Regions from separate parts of the Mus musculus genome. Here region 2 is linked to region 1. Evidence: chromatin contacts called from public Hi-C data. All regions are on one chromosome and are shown on one strand. Each heading gives the region's core, a stretch centred on a gene start, on an enhancer-like site or on the middle of the called end of the contact. The rest is flanking DNA. Distances are from core to core; before and after follow the strand shown.

The links. A called contact is a pair of places that touch in the nucleus more often than the background predicts.
Region 2: a contact with region 1 is called in a Hi-C map of B cells, with 17 read pairs. The contact joins the promoter of Desi1 here to the promoter of Xpnpep3 in region 1. A contact is called at or near these places in 1 of 484 Hi-C or Micro-C datasets (B cells) and 2 of 9 other capture datasets (liver and pancreatic islet).

What each region holds. Positions count from the first base shown.
Region 1 is chr15:81,398,217-81,402,107 of GRCm38.p6, reverse strand. It overlaps Xpnpep3 (X-prolyl aminopeptidase 3, mitochondrial), which reads right to left and starts at 1,970. Exons shown (of 10, transcript NM_001347075.1): 1 at 1,821-1,970. The coding sequence starts at 1,884. St13 (suppression of tumorigenicity 13) reads left to right here and starts at 2,414. Exons shown (of 12, transcript NM_133726.2): 1 at 2,414-2,623. The coding sequence starts at 2,514.
Region 2 is chr15:82,014,188-82,017,905 of GRCm38.p6, reverse strand. It overlaps Desi1 (desumoylating isopeptidase 1), which reads left to right and starts at 1,686. Exons shown (of 6, transcript NM_134095.3): 1 at 1,686-2,028. The coding sequence starts at 1,941. Xrcc6 (X-ray repair complementing defective repair in Chinese hamster cells 6) reads right to left here and starts at 1,537. Exons shown (of 13, transcript NM_010247.2): 1 at 1,431-1,537; 2 at 708-796. The coding sequence starts at 783.

The DNA.
Region 1 (3,891 bases), core at 721-3,220:
AAGTAGAAAAGAAAGTAATTTTATGGCTGGGGTCACCACAGCATGAGCTGTATTAAGGGGCTGCAGGTTAGGAAGGTTGAGAACCACTGCTCTAGAGGCTTTCTAAAGAAAGGCAACTACATGTAGTTGGCTAGGTAAGTTCTGAGAGGAGTGAATGATTAAACTACATTGTATGGAAGTCTCAATAAAAAAAAAAGTATATATTTTTTAAAGAAAGGAGTAACCAAAAACCACATATTTCAAGTCCTATTTATGAGACTCAAAACCTAAACTCCAAGGATAACAATAACTAAAATGTAAAAAAAATTAAAAAAAAATGCATTCCTCTCTTCTTTGCTGTGTTCTCTTATCAGCTGGATTGAGACTATAACCACTCAGCTGTAATGTCATTGGTGGCTTGTCTGCCTCCCCTTTGACTGTAAGCAACTGGGGTGAAGTAGAGATGCACCCTCAATAGCTAACTCAAAAAGTTCCTGGGTGAAACTGCACTTTCCGGCTCATGAAATGAGAAGTTGCAAAAGGATTCTACCGAGCAGAATTAAGACAAAGAATTGGTATAAAAGACTGGACACAATCACATAACAAACATCTGGCTTAACTGTGTTTCAGTCCCTCAGTCCCTCAGTGGTAAAGATTCAATGTCACTCCTTCATTGAAGCTAAAAAAACCGCAAACCATTTAGTGGTAATATAACAAGATGCTGAACTTACTTTTCCTCAGAAACAAACTATAATATATTTACTAGATTTTTTTAATGTGTTTTAGTCCTAAAGCTGGATCAAGTCAGGATTTACACGAAGCTACAAGAAAGTCAACGATCCGAAACAAAAAGCTGGTTCTAGTCTAGTCACAGTCTGTGGCCTGCCACATTTTCATTCATTTCCGTTAAAGGCACATCTTAACTACCAGGATTACAGAATAGGCTCCGTGCAATGGTGCAGTTTTAAATAGCGAATCCAAGTATCACATGCAAATATCAAGATCAATTTTAATGTCAAATACCCTATTTTCTGGTTCAGATTTTGCACACCTCGTCTGAAGTATAATCCAACATTAGGTCTCCTTACAAAGTAGGTGACTCACTCTCCAGTATAAAATTTTATGTTAGGTTAATTGCTCACCATATTGTACACGGAGGGTTCACATTCTCCGTGCTCTATCACCTTGACTGTTTATGTAAGACTTAGGCACGTCCCTCGCTTAGTTCTTTACAAACTGAATTGCACAAAGCATTTGTTTCTAGACGTGTTTCTTCTCTCTCTTTCTCTCTCTCTCTCTCTCTCTCTCTCTCTTTTCGAGACAGGGTTTCTCTGTATAGTCCTGGCTGTCCTGGAACTCACTCTGTATTTGGATCAGGCTGGCCTCGAACTCAGAAATCCGCCTGCCTCTGCCTCCCAAGTGCTGGGATTAAAGGCGTGCGCCACCACAGCCCGGCTCTATCTTTTGAGCTAGCTCTCCGATGAAACCTATGAAAAGGCGAAAGATTTACCCTGACCTAACACACACACACACGCTACTTGACATTAAACAATTTAGTCAAGTGTGATGATAAAAGCTACCAATTTAGAATTCGAGTAACTTTGAAGACAATCCCTTGGAGTTCCCTCCTCTTCAGTCACTCCAGCTTTCCCAGAATAACAGAACCTAAAGCCCACTCTTTCCCAGAGCAATCGATCAAAAGAAAAATCCGTGGGTGGTGAGGGGGGATCAGGTGCCGATTGGTGAAGAACCACGGATCATCAACTTGTAGCTCTTTGGGCTGCTTTAGGCTTTCTCCAAAGGAAGAACCTGAAGGGGACGCCGGCAGGAAAGACTCTAACCTGAGAGGCCGCGGAGCCTTGCTAGAACGGGAGCCAGCTTGGGGGTTGAGAGCAGAGACGGCATGGCCTGTAACCACTGGTCAGGAAAAGTACAAACTCTGGGGAAAGCCACTAGCACAGCCGCGTCGCCAGGAAACCAGTCAACTGCTCGGCCCCTTCCGGCAGGCGCGGCTCGCGGGCTTTCTTCCCGGGGCGGCGCAGAGCAGTGACGTCACTCGGCTAGGTTTTGGGCGCGCCGGCCCCACGGGCATTTATTTATTTTCCCCCCTCCTCCATGCGGCGTCTCGTTCTGCTTAATGCCCATCTTCACAGAAGAAATATCTTATTCCAAATGTCTCCCTATGTCCCGCTTGAAAGCGCACAGACACAAGGTCCTTCATCCATCCCGGGGAATTAGGTCAGAGGAAAGAATCCGAGTGAGACTGTTCGCCGATCGAAGCAGGCATTGTCACGGGCAGCTACACTTCTAGAAGGTTCTAGGCGGAGCACAGGTCCAGAGGTAGGAGTGGGAATGAGCGAGCGAAGGCCCGGGGTCACGAGGCCGTTGGGGGGGAGGAGCCAGCGGCCGGGGAGGTTCTAGTCTGTTCTGCCTCGCGGCAGCCGCCCCCTTCCACTTGGTCACGTTGAGCCGCTCCCGGGCCTGGCATCGTGCCTCCGCAGCCGCCCACCGCCTTCAGCTTCCAGCCTCCCACCATGGATCCCCGCAAAGTGAGCGAGCTTCGGGCCTTCGTGAAGATGTGTAGGCAGGACCCGAGCGTCCTGCACACCGAGGAAATGCGCTTCCTGAGGGAGTGGGTGGAGAGGTGAGAGCCCTGGGCCCCGTGGACCGTTGGGGACGGAAAGTTGGGGGTTGGGGAGTGGGCCCCGAGCTGGCGTAGGGAGGAGGGGAGCGGTTCTAGGCCCCTTCGTGGCTCTTAGTGGCTTCGAGAGGTTCTCGGAGGGATCTGGAGCGTTGGGCAACTTAGGGGTGGAAAAGCAGAGGTTAGAGTTGGTTCCCCCCCACCCCCCGCAGTTAAGTCTTTATGGGGGTGTGTTTGGGTTGTGAATATTTGAGCAGTGGAAATAATGCGCGAACGAAGACAAAGCTTTTACTAAGGGATTGTTTTTCTTGAACCTGGCGTCTTGTTTAAGTCGCATTGACCCATGTGTCGTTTAAAATATTAATAGTGGTAACTTATTTATTCTATAACTTCAGTTATCTGTACTTGGCCTTACAACGATTTTAATTGCATGGAATTTTGTTGGGAATTATTTATACCCACGTTAGTTGTAGCGCTGTCACTTCAGCTACTTTAGGAATTTTTTTTTTTCCTTCAAAGACCAGTGTGCTTGCAGGACTAACTGGAGAGTATTTCGCCTGCGTACTATGATTGTTGTGCCAGCTGCTGGGAAACAGTATTACTGGGGAATTGGTTTCTCCTTTTTGTTGTTTTAGTCTCGTTGATAAAAGATTTTAAAGACAGAATTAGAAGAAAGCTTAGGCACCATTAGAATTTGAGGGTGAAAAACGCAACAGTACAAACAAACTAAATCTCTACAGCTGCCAAGGGGAGGGAGGATGTTAAGTCATGCTTTCTGAATTAGGGTCAGCAATGGAAGCTCACCAGCACTTGTAGAAATGGGGGAGGGTCGGTCTTCAGAGAAAGTGCATGTTTAGGGTCTTTGGTTAATATAAAAAAAAAAGAGATGGGGAAAAGTAAAGTTTTATATATTTTTCAATTAGAACTTAGAAAAAACAAGCAGGCTGAGCCATGAAGGTCTGAAAGCAACTGTGTGGAGTGAAGGACTCAGGGACTGTATAAGCACTTTACTTCTTTAAAGATAATTATTCCAAGCTTTTTGCATATCTTCTGGTAAATCAGCCTTTCTGAGAGGTTGTTTTCTGGCCAGGTGATTGCAAGTCCAGATAGATTAAGGGAAGGAGCTAATAAATAATGTGTAAGTTTGTTTTTTTTTTTTTAAATTTTTTTTTTTTTTTTTTTTTTTTTTGCTGGTTGAGAACTTGCTATGTAGCCCTGACTGGCCTCAGGTTCACAGAGATTGCCCCTGTCTCTGTCAACTATTGGGATTA
Region 2 (3,718 bases), core at 437-2,936, 620 kb before region 1:
CAAGAGGCAGGAGGCAAGTTAGAGACCAGGATGTATAGCCACCAATGCACCCACTTTTATGTTAACTCGATTCCCAGGAGTCATTAGAAGCTCAAAGTCAAAAAAAAAAAAAAAAAAAAAAGAAGCTCAAAGTCTACATCAGTTACAGAGTGAGTTTGAAGTCAGCCTGGTCTACATAAGACCTTGCCTCAGAAACAAACAGGAGCTGGGGAGGCTGCTCAGTGGTTAAAGCAATGGTTAAGAATACTTGACGCTCTCTCACACACGATCCAGCTTCACTTCACAGAATGCACATGGAGGCTCACAACCACCTATAACTTTAGTAGCAGGAGATCCGACTCCCTCTTCTGGCTCCCTTTTGCACCAGACATGTACAGAGGTGTACACACATACATAAAATAAAAATAAGTAGATTTTTTTAAACAATCAAAAATATGTAAAAAATAAAGTGACAAATATTACCATGGACAGAGTCATTTATTGAAGATTAATAAATTCTCTATCGTGGTTAGTAAAAAAAAAAAAAGGAAAATAGGGTTAGGAATGTTCATAGAGTGAAATAGGATCTAAATAATAACTGTAAAACTCAAAGGGAGAAAAAATATTTTAGATTATCTGAGGAGAAAAGGGAGGGATATCAGACAACATAAAGTGCTCCCAGCAAAAAAAAAAGTACACAGCGAAAATCTTCCACACAGGCCACTTACCACCTGTGTCGGGGCTCTCCTCCTCCTCTTCCTCTTCCTCGCCCTCAGTTTTGTAGTAGGACTCCCACTCTGACATGTTGGTTTGCTCACTAGGTGAGAGAAGTTATGAATTTAAATGAAAAAAAAAAAAAAAAAAAAAACCAAGGCAGGTAGCTCTGTGGTAATGCGCTTTCCTACAGTGTACCCGGACCTATGCCACACACACCAGAAAAAAAAAGAGAGACAGACAGACAGACTTCTGGGTTCTCTTTAGATCTGTTCTAAATGCTCGGGTCACTAATAAAGAATGTGAATGATGGCTCCTGCTTCCTCCAAAGCTCTCCATATCATTGGAGAGGCAAGAGAAATGTGCATGGGGTCATTGCTGCAACAACCTCCCCTTGGCTATCCCTTAAGGATGCTGCAGGACCAAAATGGCTAGGGGTGAGGGCGAGGTATAACATAGCGGCTCAGCACTGAAGGTCCTATCTCGAGCTCCAACTGGACTGGGACGGTACTTGGTGCTCTGGCTGAAACATTCGTCTTCATTTCTCCCCCAACCTTCAGCTAGAGATTGGCTCAACCACCAGTCCTGTTCCGCCTTCTGGGGAGAAAGGAGCATGACCCAGGTCCTGCAGGTCGACAGCGCTGCTCCGTGGTGAGGCCAGGGGTCGCGCGACACTAAGCGTGCAAGCAAGCCACCAAGGCAGGCCTCATCCAACACATGTGGTGCGGCGAACCTACCTTAACCGCAGGCGGGCAAGCCACTGGGACAGCAGAAGGTGGGCACCACGTCCACGCGGGCTCCTTGTCTCTCGCCCAATCAGCGACGTTGCGTCATCACGCACAACACGCCCTTCGACCCTTCAAGCGGGCACGCCCACTCGCATTTCCCGCTTCCACCCCCTGTTCCCTAAACTGGAACGCTTGCGGCCAGAGAAAGCCCCGCCCCTCGCTTGAAGCTCCGCCCCCGAAACCCGTCAGCACCGAACGCACATGCGTGAAAGTGCGTCCCCGCCCCTGCCCCCTGTTCCGTGCGGAGTCTCTGGGATCTCTCTCTCTGTCACCTCACAGTAGTCGTTGCCGGTCGCGGGTGTCCGGGCGCGAGCAGCGCAGGGCCGCCTCTCCCCCGCCCTCAGGCCGGGCCCCGGCTCGGTCCCCCGCTCCCTCTTCTCCCCACCCCGGTCGGGTACCGGAAGGTCCAAGCCGCTGCCGGGTGCCCGAGGGCCATCGTGGCCGCCGCCACGGGTCCTGATGGAGCCGCCAAATCTCTATCCGGTGAAGCTCTACGTGTACGACCTGTCCAAGGGCCTGGCCCGCCGGCTCAGCCCCATCATGCTGGGTGAGGGGACCGGGGTCAGTGGGAAGAAGGCAGGTGGCCGCTGGAAGCGATCCACCGAGGGGGGTGGGGGAAGACGGGCCCATGGGTGGTAGGAAAGATCCACTAGGGCAAGGACAGTGAGGTGGGATTCCCTGAACCCCTGTCCAGCTTCATGATCTAAGCCAAGGAGACACACGCTCCGGCTGAGAGCAAGCTCCTCTTCAGCTAGAGACTGGGGCTAGCCGACTGATCTTGGTGGATTCCCCAAGAAGCCAGGGAACCCTGCTTCTTTAGCTCAAAGTAGAGAAAGTGAGGATACCTCCAGCTCGTGTCCCTGGTGGTGGAAGCAACACTGCAGACGAGATCCTCTGGTGTCCCTCGGAGCGACTGCCCTCCGCGCCAAAAGGAAATTCCCTCTGCAGTCCTTGGAGTGGATGGGAAGAGAGCGCTAGAGCGGTGGAAGGCTTGAGCCCTTGCCGGCTCCAGGTTAGGTCAAGTCAGGTCACCCTGAGCCAGATCTTGGAACTAATTACGTTCTGTCCGACGATGCAATTTTCGCTCAACAGTTAATTGCTTTTGACCAGATGGTAAGAAAGCAGTTCTGGGGGAGGACCGGATGCTGTATCGGTGAGGATATCGGTTGTGCTCAGTTCAAATGGTTTCATGCTGAGAGAGAAAAAGAGCCCTTCAGTGTAGGTCCAACTTCACTTCAAGTCAAATACCAAAATGTCTGTCATATAGGATTTGTCAGGCTTGTCATTTCAGGTAATGGTGGACAGGAATGGATTTCAGGGATTGAAACTGACATAGTTTTGCATCATTCAATAAATAGCTATAGTGTTTCCTGGAGACATTGGAGGAAGGCCTATTTCTTAAGGAACACAAGGGGCAGGGATCAAGGAAGCAAGGCAAGTTTTGAGGACATCCATTTGTGATGTGTCACTGAGTTGAACTTACTAATCCTTTAACCCTGGGGCAGCGAGTGGTTTCTAAATGTGGTTTCCCATCAGAATCATCTAGGATGTTCGTTAAAAACACAAATACCTGACTGAGGCTGTTGCTCACTCACTGGTAGAGTTCCTGCTTGGCATGCTCCAAGCCCTGGGGTTTGATCTCTAACATGGAAACAAAAAACAAGTGCATTCATTTCCAACATACATTGTCAGATGGGATGGGGTGGGGGGAGCTGAAAAAACTGTATTAGAACCAACTGGGTGAAACACTCCGATGATCCTAGTACTAAGGAGGCTGAGGCAAGAGGGCTGTGGGTTCAAGACCAACAAGCTGGGCTACACACACACCTGAGGGAATAAAAGAAGAAGAAAGGAAGTGAAGAGAGAGAGAAAAAGCTCAGGTCAAAACGGTTCCTCTACCAAAGAAACTGGTAGCAGACAGAGTGGAAGGAAACTTTGCCCTAAACTACTTTGTACTAAATGTGTGCACATTTTGTGAGTCTTACATGTGCGAATTGTGGAACCATGCTTCACAGATACTAAGCCAGAGTCTTTGGAAATATGTTATTTTTAATGAGTGTTTTGGATCATTCTTTATGTAGCCAGCCCATTATCCTTAGAGAGAGATTTGGACCTAAGTCATGGGTTGTTGGCGGGGGTTAGGGTCCGGTCATGACTCGGTGGTAGAGGCCTTGCTTAACAAGGCCCGAGCTCAGTCTCCCGCACACCTGAGAAGAAAGGAAGGCAAATCTGAAAGC